Linked DNA regions of Mus musculus: regions 1 and 3 are each linked to region 2. Evidence: chromatin contacts called from public Hi-C data. All regions are on one chromosome and are shown on one strand. The core of a region is the stretch at or near the end of the contact, and the rest is flanking DNA. Distances in the headings are between cores, read along the strand shown. Region 1 overlaps Opcml (opioid binding protein/cell adhesion molecule-like). Region 2 overlaps Opcml (opioid binding protein/cell adhesion molecule-like). Region 3 overlaps Opcml (opioid binding protein/cell adhesion molecule-like).

What was found. A called contact is a pair of places that touch in the nucleus more often than the background predicts.
Region 1: a Hi-C map of the N1E-115 cell line shows a contact between it and region 2, with 2.7 times the contacts expected there. The contact joins two enhancer-like sites. A contact is called at or near these places in 3 of 484 Hi-C or Micro-C datasets (the N1E-115 cell line and embryonic stem cells).
Region 3: a Hi-C map of the N1E-115 cell line shows a contact between it and region 2, with 5 times the contacts expected there. The contact joins two enhancer-like sites. A contact is called at or near these places in 2 of 484 Hi-C or Micro-C datasets (the N1E-115 cell line and cerebellum).

The regions. Positions count from the first base shown.
Region 1 is chr9:27,831,910-27,835,909 of GRCm38.p6, forward strand. All of the region lies in intron 1 of Opcml (opioid binding protein/cell adhesion molecule-like), which reads left to right. Among named protein-coding and RNA genes, the nearest start is that of Opcml, 43 kb to the left of the region's middle. Within about 2 kb of position 1,547, at least 2 of the 459 cell types and tissues checked have an H3K27ac peak or open chromatin away from gene starts, as enhancers often do. A contact at or near this core is called in the N1E-115 cell line, where this site is marked.
Region 2 is chr9:28,246,666-28,250,640 of GRCm38.p6, forward strand. All of the region lies in intron 1 of Opcml (opioid binding protein/cell adhesion molecule-like), which reads left to right. Among named protein-coding and RNA genes, the nearest start is that of Gm39313, 150 kb to the right of the region's middle. Within about 2 kb of position 1,641, at least 43 of the 459 cell types and tissues checked have an H3K27ac peak or open chromatin away from gene starts, as enhancers often do. A contact at or near this core is called in the N1E-115 cell line, where this site is marked.
Region 3 is chr9:27,922,802-27,927,019 of GRCm38.p6, forward strand. All of the region lies in intron 1 of Opcml (opioid binding protein/cell adhesion molecule-like), which reads left to right. Among named protein-coding and RNA genes, the nearest start is that of Opcml, 130 kb to the left of the region's middle. Within about 2 kb of position 1,645, at least 9 of the 459 cell types and tissues checked have an H3K27ac peak or open chromatin away from gene starts, as enhancers often do. A contact at or near this core is called in the N1E-115 cell line, where this site is marked.

The DNA.
Region 1 (4,000 bases), core at 297-2,796, 410 kb before region 2:
CTAGCCTCAGGGCTGTTCACTGCTCTTGAGTTCCTGTTTATCATTCCCCAGGCAGTGGGTAGGATGAGGGAATGAGACATGGTGATCAAGAAGGGTACATGGACAAAAGGGAAGGAAGTTCAGTGGGTATCTTTCTCTTGCTTTGATAAAACACAGTTGACCAAAACCAATTTGGGGGAGAAAGCATTTACTTCAGTTTATAGTCCCGCATTACAGTCCATCATTGAAGGAGGTAAAGGCAGGAACCTGGAAATAGGAACCAAAGTGGAAGCTATGGAGGGACGCTGCATACTGGACTGCTCCTCATGGATTTCTTGGCCTTCTTAATTATGCAGTCCATGGCCACCAATCCAGGGGTGGCAGCAGTCACAGTGAGTTGGGCCCTCCCCCATCAATCCCCAATCAAAAAAATTTCCCCAAATGCTTCTAGCTTGTGCCAACATAAAACTAACCTGTAAAATGGGAACAAGGACCAATGTTGTGGAAGAAGCATGAATGTTTTAAACCAACTTTGGGCCTAGACATTTTGCTGACTGTGATGGTTTGGCATTTAAGGAAGAGAAAATACAACAGCTTTTAACAGCTGTTTCCACCTGAAATGTTCCTGATGTCGGGCAGAACCTCCTTTTGCTTTTAGAAATTAGGTGTTTCCATGGGTGGAAAAAGTGAAAGTTTGGCTGGTGGAGGAGCTAATAAAATAGAAAGACTATCACAGTCAGGGGGAGGGGGTGGAAGGCAAACTTGATGGAGGCTATACAAGCCATCCACAGATGGAAAAGAGGTCAGGTGAAGAAAACTGAGTCAGCATATCAAAGGGAAATGATAAAAATTATGGTGATGTTAATATCAAAGACAAGGGGCTAGTGGCTGTTGAAAAATTCTAAAGCTAGTGCCCACTGGAAATTTGGAATCAATACCAAGTGTATAAACAAGTCATAATTGAAGGAAACAACTGTGTAGTCTGATAGGTAGCAGAACAGTCTACCTGGTTCGTAACGTAACCATTGCTCCACAGGAGATGTATGCATTGGGCTAAGAAAGCTCCCTGGAGAACAGGGCTCTGAGAGGCAAGGGACTCTTTCAAGCACACCCAGAAGGGCTCAGTTAGAACTCTTGTCCCTGAGTATGGCCACCTACTCACAGAGTTCAGCATCTCATGAGCAGGCTGAAGACTCATCTCCTTCAAAAGTCTCCAGCAAAATGTCTAGGCCCAAAGTTGGTTTAAGGACATGATGGGCGAACTTATTTGTAAGCAAGGCAAATTTTAGCAGATGGTAGATGTGTTCTTAGTTACTTTTTTTCCTACGAGGCCCATCACAGTAATATCCATCTAGAGAGGGAGTGGAGGCCCTTTTCAAAGTCCAGTAACACTCAGGGCATGTGCTAGCATGGCTGGAATGTTTTGTATAAATGGAACAGTAACAGTGGTAGAACTTCAAGCCTAACTATTCAGCAATCTGACTTCTCCCCTTCCTTGTGGCCATGATCCTAATGATCTACAGTCACCCTCTTACTCCTCATTAAATTATCTTACTCCTCTGTGGTCTTTGCCCAACTTCCTCATAGAATTGTACCTTGCATGGCATTCATTTGTTAATTCATTTAAGGTATAAATATTCCTCGAATTCATACGTTCTTTTTGTCAGGTACAGTTACAGATATCTAGGATGCAGCAAGTAGAATTTCATGCCTTCATGGAGCAATTTCCATTCCAAGGAGAGGAGCTGGCTAGTAGAAGATAAACTGTACAGATGCTATAGGCAGCAAGGGTTGTGGAACATAGTTCAACCGGCGAGTGCCCAGAGTGAATGAGGAGGACATTACTGTACTGGTTTGAAGGGGAGGAGATAAGAACAGACAGATGCCCAGGAAGCAGCCTGCAAACGATTTCCACAGGATGTCTGGATGCCTTGCAGCAAGCAAAGAAAGAATGCCCCTACCGTGTTATTTCTCCTGTTTGAGATGAGAAACAATTAAAGTTGGGACTACAGGAGTATTTTATCTAGGGGTGGGCTGGTTTGACTCACTTTTGGCAAACTTATCTGGCTTCTGTATGGAGGAGATGAGGCTCCGTGGGGAAGCATCCTGCTTTTCTGGGAATTCTCTCTGATTGGCAGCAGCACCTGCTCTCCTGAGTCTCATTTTTCCTCTCTGATCCTGCCTTCCATCCCATTTCCTTGATTCCTCCTCTCTGCACTTCTTACAGAATTTGAAATGTCAAGGTGAGAAATAAGGAGCATAATTTGTTCAAGTGTATCTGCATGTAACTATGGAGAGATCACAGGCAGTTAAACACTAAAGTACAAAGAGCCGATCCATTGGAGATTTTCTTCATTGATAGGCCACGCAGATGGAATTTTAGAATGGTAGGAGCCTGCTGAGTGTCACTGTCTTACATTACTTTGCTTCACTCTTACCCCCAGAACGTTCGTCTTCTGTGGGTCCTCAGCACAGTGGTGTACCAATAATGACAAGCTTTCTGAAAGACAAAAATAAGCCCTGGTGTGTAGAATTCGCTAGTTCCCCAGAATGTACCCTTCCACTCACAGCAGATTTTAAGCTACTGATGTCAGTGATATGAGCTACCTAAGTCCCCACTGATATCAGATTCACACTTGCTATCTGCCAAATTCTGGCTTCTAGAATGTCACATTCCTTCATTGATCACTTGCTTATTACAAAGGCTATAAGACAGTGGTGGCAATAACTATGGCTTGGTTAGTTTTATAAGCATTTCTCCAAACTCATTTCTTGTTTGTTAGCGATTGCATCACCTGTACTGAGATTGTAACTAAGACTTCTTAAATGCATTCACAGATACACATGCTTCCAGGCACATTTGGTATCCCTAGAATATTGAGATGTCCTAATAAAACGACATATTAAGTCAATAGGTGTTTCTTTAAGATCTATAGCTAGTGTCCTGATTTACACATGACACAGTATATACGTCTATCAAAATATCATAAGCCATCTGTGAGCTGAAGTCATCTGCAAGGACGAGCCTCAATTAAGAAAATGCCTTCACAAGATCAAGCTGTAGGCAAGCTTGTAGGGCATTTTCTTAAATACTGATTAATTGAGGAGGGCCCAGGCCATTATGGGTGGTGATGTCTCTGAACTAGTGGTTCTTGCTTTTGTAAGAAAGCAGGCTGAGCAAGCCATCTGGAACAAGCCAGTAAGTAGTACCTCCTTCATGGCTTCAATATCAGGTCCTACCTTCAGGTTCCTGCCTTGTTGGAATTCCTGTTTTGACTTCCTTCAATGATGAGCTATGACATGGAGGTATTAGTCAAATAAACCCTCCCCTCCCAACTTTCTTTGAGTCATGGTGTTTCATCACATCAACAGAAACCCTAACTAAGACAAGTTGGTGCCAGGATAGTGGAGTATTGCTGTGGCATGTTTTGGGGAAGATTTCGGAAGGGCTGTGGAACATTGACTAGAAAATCCATTGGGTTTTGAGAGCTCAGTAAGCTGTTTTGTAGAAGCTTGAAAGATAAAGAAATGTTAAGAGCAGTACAGATGTCAGAGGCCTGGTTTGTGAAATATCAGAGGGAAGACTAAACTTTATCAGAGCAAATTGTTATTTTGAACTAAGATCTGGTGGTGCTGGTTTGCTGAGGCCAAAGAATCAGCTGTGGTTAACAAGTTACCTGCACTACTAAAGTGAACCCTTTGCTTTACTGGGATCCTTGATGCTGGTCAGCTGGAGCTGGGAAAGTACTGGTGATTAAGAAGGAAGCAGCATTGTTGAGGTGAAATCTTTGGAGAACGTTTCCTGAGAGACATCATCAGAACCTGTCCAAGGGCTAGTGGCTCTCAGCTCCAAAACATTTGAGAGTCCTAATATCCTTGCTTACAGAAAATGTATGCTAAAGATGATGATGAGGGGAGGAGTCTTGGGGAGCATATGAACTAAATGTAAGAGTGGGTTCAGGTGGTCTAAGGACCATAAGGAGAAAAACAACAGAGCAACTAGCCAGAGCACAGCCAAGAG
Region 2 (3,975 bases), core at 391-2,890:
CTGACCCCAGCCTTTCTGCTCACCATGGCTCACAGTCAGTCACATGGGGATATCTAGGAGCTTGTTGCAATGAATATTCTCCGGATCTGCCCTGGATGGACCCAAGTGAGACTGTATTTTAACAAGATTGGGCATGGAACTGGGTACACATCAGCATCAGAGGGGCAGTGCCCTGCCGTGCCTTGTGCTGATGTTGATTCAAACCGAGGTCTACTTGCCTGACCAAGTGTGTCTGTTCAGGACTGTGGGGCTACAGGCTATTGCAGGCTGCTATGGGGGAGCCCTGTTCACAGCCACTAAGGGATTCCTTTAGCTTCCCCTCTACACCCTGCTTGTGGGAACTGATAAACTATGCCTCTGTCATGGAATGATCTTCATGGTGAGTTAATTCCCTGAGACTGACTGCTGCCATCATGGCTCCAGTTCGAAGGATGTTCCTGATTAAGGAAAAATGATGAGGTCTCAACTTGTCGTTGGCTCTGACACTGCCACAGAATGGAAGGCAGAGCTGGCTGGAGGGTGCTGAGATGAAGGCGGGGGTCCTTTCTCCCAGGAGGCAGGTCACAGGAAGTCACGCTATGGTTTTCCCTGTATATATACCCCAGAACAGCAGAGTCAGGGAATAAGGAAGCCACATGTAGTGGGGATGCTGTTGTCACTCTTCACACACAGATTGTGCCCTTGCACTTGGCAGGGTCCCTTCACCCAGGCTGAGTATAGAATCAACTCTTCTGCACTCTGATATCCAGCCTTGAATGCTTCTGGGGAAAAAAAGAGGTCACCACATGTCAGGATAGCTACCCTTCTCCCTATGCCATGAACTCTAAGGAATGGTTTGGTCATTTCCTTCTATCAAGTTCAAAGACATCTCCCTGATACACACGGGTGCAAAACATACATACGATACTACGATATGCTATTGAATAAACTCACAAGCTCTCTGGCAGCAAATGTTTTCATCTGGAGAGGCAGGGGTCAGGGCAGAAATACAGGCAGATCTACATACGGAGAGCAGGGTCCAGTGAAGTGGAAGTGGGTGTGTGGAGGAAGGCAGGAGTGGGCATAAAAAGTGAGGAAAAGCAAGAGGGAGGATTACATAAGGAGACCAGTCCACTCACAATAACAGGATTGACGTGGCTCAGGACTTCTCCCCAAACCTGTCATTCATAACTCCTAACAGCTTCATACTTCATATTCCCCCAGCAGAGAAGGGGCAGCATAGAATAGATAGTGAGGAGTAGGATGTGTTTGTGGCAGGGGAGTGTCTGCCTGTACTGGGTTTAGTTCTCAAATTGGAGTGACAAGCGGCACTATTAAAAATCCATGTGCATCATGAGCCCCCTTGTGTCTTTGAAGAGCCATTGCAGCTCTGCAAGAATTACTGGGCTGAGGACTCTTCCAGGGGATTGAAGGGTGTCTCTGCTGGATGAACAAGGTACAAGGGCCCAGAAATGAGCACTGAGAGTGACCCAAATCTTTGTACAGGCAATCTATAAGGGCTTTATTTTTTTATTCCTTGTCTAGGTTCTGTTTGGCGTCTAAAGCACATTTCTTTCCCTATCAGCGATTCCACACAAGGGCTTGCTCACCCCTTCACTGTTCCCATCGCTTCTGTTTTGTTTGCTATGCATGCTGACAGCTGTGTGTAGGCCATGTGCTCTTCCTTGTGTGTGCCTGATGATAACAGTGAGCTTCTCTCTACTTCCTCTAACTTAGGTAAGTGATGCTGTGGTGGAGAGCTCACTGTTCCCGCATCTCCCATGCACACATTTCAACGCATCCCTGCTTCTCTGTGCTGAGTTCCTTCTGTCCAGTGACTCCTGTGATCTGTATCTTTGCAGCTGTTCCTCAAGGTTAGATCCTCATGTACCACCACTGGTACAGTTACCCTGCCCGCCAGCAACCTCTACCCCAGCAAATATCCCTGCAAGAGATGCTCTCTGGTATTTAGGATAGCTTGGGGCTGTAAAGTATGCCAAAGGACAAATCTAGGTCACAGGAATTAGTTGAGTTAACCTAAGGGCTAGCTCAGGCACTCACCAACCACGGCTTCCACAGTTGTTATTCCCGTTGTTTCCATGTCCCCTCTGCCACTGCCAGCCTTCCCATTTCTACCAGCCAATTATGTATAAAATGACTCAGTCTCATACTCACCTGCTCACCAACAAACTGAGACTCCCTTCCTGTATTCCACTGGCATCTGAGTTTCATTTTTAAATCCCATGTTCATTTCATTTGCCCATAATCCATCATCGTTTTTTTTTTTCTTTTTGGTTTTATTGATGTGAAGATTGTCTTTGTAGAACGAGTATTAATTCTATGGTGCTTTCAGATATTAAATTATTTTCTTCCATGCAGTCCAATACAAAAATATTTCCTATTCTGGACAGAAATCTTTCACTCTATCATACTTATTCATAGTTTCCTTTGTGCCTTTAGCTTTTGAGATCATGTATAGAAATTCAAGCGAGTCTTCCCCCTCTCCTAGCTCACAGAGTCACCCTCTGGCTTTTCTCTTTGTTGGCTTTGATAGTTTCTCCTTCCTGCACTCATATCTTTAGTCACAAGGCATCTGGCTCTCAATCAACACTGGGCTGGGATCTGGTGTTGTCCTATCTTGGTCTCTGAATGCTTTCTGCTCTCATTTAAACAAATTGCCATGCTGAGCCTGTGGGAGAAACAGTCCAGAAGCACAAAGCTTGGAACTGGTTGCAGGGATCAGCTCCATGGCTGGAGCAGGCTGATGGACCCGGAGTCTGATCTCAGAGTTTCCAGACTAGGTCGAGTCCTCTCTCCAGGGAGCCGTAAGTCTGATGGCGATTGGTTCTGACTCACCAGAACCAATGATTACCTCCCTTGCCGGATTTCTTGAAAGACAAGGTTTCACCCACCTGTTCTAGGCAGCTTGGATAATAAACAGCAAAATGAATCACACGTGTCACCATTTGCCCATTGGCAGCCATTGCTGCCCTGTCACAAAGAACTTTCCCATTGTAGCTTTAGAAATATGATACCAGAAGAACTGGTCAGAAGTGCCTATTAGCTGTGTCTCAGATTCACCTGTAGGGAGGGAAAGACCTGAGTGGAAAAAAATAATAAAATGGAGAGTGGAATTGGATGTATGTATTTACCCACTGCGCACCAGCTTAGTCCTCAGCTCTCTGTAGGTTACTTCCTTCCTCTGAGCTCCAGCATCTTCCTGAGCGATGGGAATGAATGGCTATGTGGATGGTGACATATACCCTAGGTGATTTATTTATCTATTGACCTATTTAGGCAGAGAGAGAGAAAGAGAGAGAGAGAGAGAGAGAGAGAGAGAGAGAGAGAGAGAGAGAGAGAGAGAGAGAATGAATTATGTGTGTATGTGTGTATCCACATATGTGCATGCATGCCAAAACTTGTGTGTATATATTTATATATTAGAGGAAAGATTTCCAATGTTGGTTCTTTTCCGACCAATAGTGTGCATTTGTGGATGGGGTGGAAGTCCCTGAAGATCATAAGTCAACATGGCAGGTGACTCCCTTACAGGGTAAGCTACCTCATTGGCCCTCGTTGGAGGGAGTTTTATGCAAGATCTCATCTAAGCATTGGGACATAACCCTTACCTGTCCGTATTATGACATGAGCCAGATCAAGTCCAAAATGCTGCTGGCATTTCTATGACACGTGCACACTTCTGACCAAAGTTTGAACAGTTTTACACACCATGTCTTAAGGATCTAATTGTTCCACATTGTGAATGACAGTCCAGAAGCAGGTGTGTTCTCCCTTGCAGAGATAAATGAAAAGTCTCGATGAGGTAAGGCCAAGTAGGTCTCTCTTCAGCACAGAAAGTGAAGAAATGGCTGTCCTTGCTGGGGACATTTCTCATTTCCTGAAACCCACAAGTTTAGATAGCAATGGTTTGGGACTAGAGCAGGGTAGAGGAAATTATTTGGAGTGTAAATATAGCTAGAAACAGCCAATTTATTT
Region 3 (4,218 bases), core at 395-2,894, 320 kb before region 2:
CATCTTCTGTTTACAGATAAATGATGAAGGCCTACCCACATGTTCTCAGAGTACAGGACATTTCTCATGATTATGGGACTCACATAGTGTGATGTTTTCTGTCTCTCTGACTAGACTGTCAAGCCCTGTAGGCAAGAAACATTTTTTTGGAAGATTAACTCATTCTATTTTATGTGAGTATTTTGCCTGCATGTATGTATATTCAGTACATATGTGCATGGTACCCAGTTGCATCTCTTAGAAATGGAGTTACAAATGGTTTTGAACCATCATGTTGGAATTGAACCCAGGTCCTCTGAAAAAGCAACAAGTATTCTTAACCATTGAGCCATCTCTCCAGCCCCAAGACTTTATTTAGTGCCTATGGGGGCATACAGCTCTTATCTTTGATCTAGATGCTTAACTGATGACTAAGCCTTTAACTTAAACTATCATCCTTGTTTTGAGTGGAATTGAGTCTCTTACTATTGATATGATTCAGAGTAACTATCTGATATCTGAACTGTGATTTGTGGCCAGTAATTCAGATGGCAGAAAAATTCAGGCCAGCAAGATAACCCAGGTGGTTAAAACATTTGTTGCCAAGACTGATAACCTGAATTCAATCAACAGAATCCACATGGTGGAAGAAAGGAATTTATCCCCTTTGCCTTACATACTAGTAACATGGTGTATACACACACACACACACACACACACACACACACACACACACACACGCATGTGCACATGCTCACACACAAAATTAAAAATAAATAAATGAAAACCAATAGATTAGCAGATCTCAACTTGTGGGTCACAACCTCTTTAAGGGTTGCATAACAGATATCTTGCATATCAGATATTTACATTAAGGTTTGTAACAGTTGTAAACTTACAGTTATGAAATAGCAATGAAACAATTTTGTGGTTGGGGGTCATTGCAACATGAGGAGCTTTATTAAAGGGTTGCAATATTTGGAAGGTCAAGAGCCACTGGCAAAGATAATATATGTAAGAAAATGACTTCAAATATGGAGCTTAAAAGCAGATCTCAGCAGCAGGAATCATAATTGTGCTTAGATTAGATTAATTGTGCTTGTATTAGAGAAATTTCGTTGCTTGAATCTCCCATCCGGAGACAAGGTGTTTTTAGTTTCTAATCATGGATCAAATATTCTCGATGGTAATATCAGCATTCCTATCCCTCACTCCAAAGATTTTTCTCCACCACCTCCTAATCACATTCTTGCTTTGTCTGTTGAGTTTTCTGAACTCACCACTTAGGCCTGAAAGATCCCTGGCATGAGCCTGCAGAGCCCTGTTTTATGACCAAAGAGCCCTGGCTCCAGAACTGAGCTCTCTGTTGCTGCAAATGTGTCTACACCCCAGTTTCACCATCTGTGAAGCCGAGCTTGTGCTGCTTGCTGTTCTAGAGGGTCATTGCCTCCTTCTGTTGGCAATCTACATTCGTTCTGTTTGATCTTCCTGCTGTTTGTTTCTCTGTCCAAGGTATGTACCAGGGACATAGAGGGAGCCTGTAGCTGAGTAGGTGTGAAAAAAAAAAAAAATCAAACCTTAACAGAAGATAGGGAGTGGTTGGCAGAGATAGAGATGAAGTTATTCAATGGCAGAGAGGTGAATGCATTCAAGTTTGCAGCCCTCAGAGGCCATGATTACATTCTAGGATTGCAAACTGCCAGGCACACAGCAGGTGTTCAGCTTCTAGCAATACACCCACTCATGGAGCTGAAGAGGCTGGAGAAGTTCAGAGCTTTGTTTAGCTGGTGAAGCAATGATTCAGGGTGTTTCAGAATTATTACCTAGATTTCAGATCCTTGAGGGCCTGGTTCAGGAGGTCTGGGGAAAGATGAAAACTTTTATGTGTTTAAGAAGTGCCCCAAGCAATCTTGGTGGAATTTTCTGATCTGGCTCCCTTTCTCTGAGGTAATTTTCCGACCTGTGAAATCCTCTCCTGTGGGAGGCAATTAGAACCTTGAGAGATAGGGAGTGAAAAGTGGAAGACATCCAGAAATAAGCCTGGGCAGAGGTAGTTGTGACCATTTGTGTTCGAGAACTATTGTCTTCTGAGGTGGCGAACTAAACAAATGTGAGTTTCTGAACACTAGCACAGTCCCTGCATCTCTATTCCTGCATGGAGCACTGGAAGGTAGCAGGCTTCTATCACCTCCACCATTGCATGCTGGGACATACTCCCATCACGATGCTCTCTGAAGCACAAAATATGCATCTAATAGACTGTCATTTTTCAAGGGAGAAACTCACATGTAAGCACACGCATTGACCTTTATTGCTTTATATTGTGAAATACAATAGAATCTGAAGATTGACCACTCTAGTTAACCTTCAACTCCTAACTCTAGAGATTAAAATTGGACATTAATTCAAGCTTTGTCTTTTGATATTATCTCTAGGTGTTACTGTCTAGGCTACTAATAGAATACCCTAAAAAGTATTCTGGGATTATTCTTTGTGCAAGTCTCATCATTATAAGATGTATTTTGTATTATCCAAAGCAGTCTTTGCTGTTAGGCTTCAGCTCCTACCAAGAGGGGAGAAATACGTTTCTAAGCAGCTTGAAGATGAAGGCAAGTAGGAAGAGTCAGAGGAGGATAGAGTGTACTTCATTCCCCAGGCTGACTTTTGGAAATCATGGCTGGAAAACAACATTCCAGGTTCTCTTGCACCAGGTGATCACTGATGTATTTATGCCTCTGATTAATGAACTTTGCAAATTAACCTCCGCACTGCTCTGTAATTGCGATTAAGGTTTCAAAAAATCACTTAAGCGTATGTTTCCGCTACTTCAGACCCTATTCCAGCCGGATGGCCAGCTCCCTATGCTGATTTCCCAAAGATAATGCCAGTCTCCTGACCTCTGAATTTACAATTAATTACCGCATTCAGCACCTAAATTACCCCCATTCTTGGTGTGCCTGGCTTTATCTCTCTGCACACACAAGCCTGGCTTTTAATTAAAGGCCCTCCAAATTAAATGAAAACAAATTCAATTATTACATCTCATTGGAAGAGCTCACAGCATATCCTGACAGCATTTATCCAATGGGCAACCTAGGGAGAGCTCAGCTCCCACGACTTAAATTAATGTGCCCAGTAAATGATTTTTCTTATCATTGCCTGAACAGGTTTTCTGCCACTGGGTCAGCTCTAGCTGTGGTCTTCACTGTCTCTGGTGAGTGGGGGGTGAACCAACATGTGTTCTAATACAATTCCTCCTTTCTCTATCTGTTCTGATCACGCCTTATTTCTTATTCTCCTTTGCATAGAAGGAGAAGGTCTCCCATTCTGCTCCCTTTGTGACTAGGAGATAAATACCCTCCAGTCTCTGTAAGTCTAGAGGTACAGCTCCAACATGCACCTCATAAATTTAGATCCTTATCCAGGGCATTTAGGGATATCCAGGGGACCATGAGTATATTCTTGAATCCCTATGCAGCCTGAAGTATAGAGAAATGTGCACTGAATTGCAATTATTGTTACGATAGATCATAACAATAATCATAATAATAATGTGTTCATTGAGAACTGTAATGTTCCAGGCATTGCAAACAGCACACAATTAGACACCGTCCATCCCCAGTGGACCTATTATATTTGTGGAAGCAAAGTAAGCTCTAAACAAACAGAGCAACAGAAATGAAGTGTAGGGAGAGTACAAAAGGGAAGAAATAATTTCCTTTCTGGTTCCTGGCCAGCAGAGCCATGTATTTTTCTCCCTTGCATGGGACACAATGCTTAGTCTTCACTTTGTCCTGGGTTTCCTCTGTGGTGTAAAACTCTTTAACTGGAGAGTGAGAGGGCTGGTAAAAGGAGGAATATCCTTGGATGGGAGGCAAGAAAGTAGATCCGCTATTGCTGTAGAAGTGGGCATCATCTGAAGCTTTGAGATATAGGTTCAAGACAGATCCTGTTGTCTCTGCTCAAGGCTTGCAGCAAGGCTGTGGAAGGGCTGCTTCCATAGGCATTGGGCCAGATTGCAAAGAAATATCTAGGCGAGACAAGAAGCTAGAAGCAGAGGTGAGTCGATCTGTGTGAAGATCAGCAGCTTTCAGGTCTTCTGTGTCTCATATCCTATGGTGGAGGAAGGAAGGTTGAAATGCAGATTATGACAGAAAGAACACATATATACAAGTAGTAGGGGGCAAACCTGGGGAACAAACCATGGGCTCTGAAAGTAGAGCTGAGATCCTAAGCCTG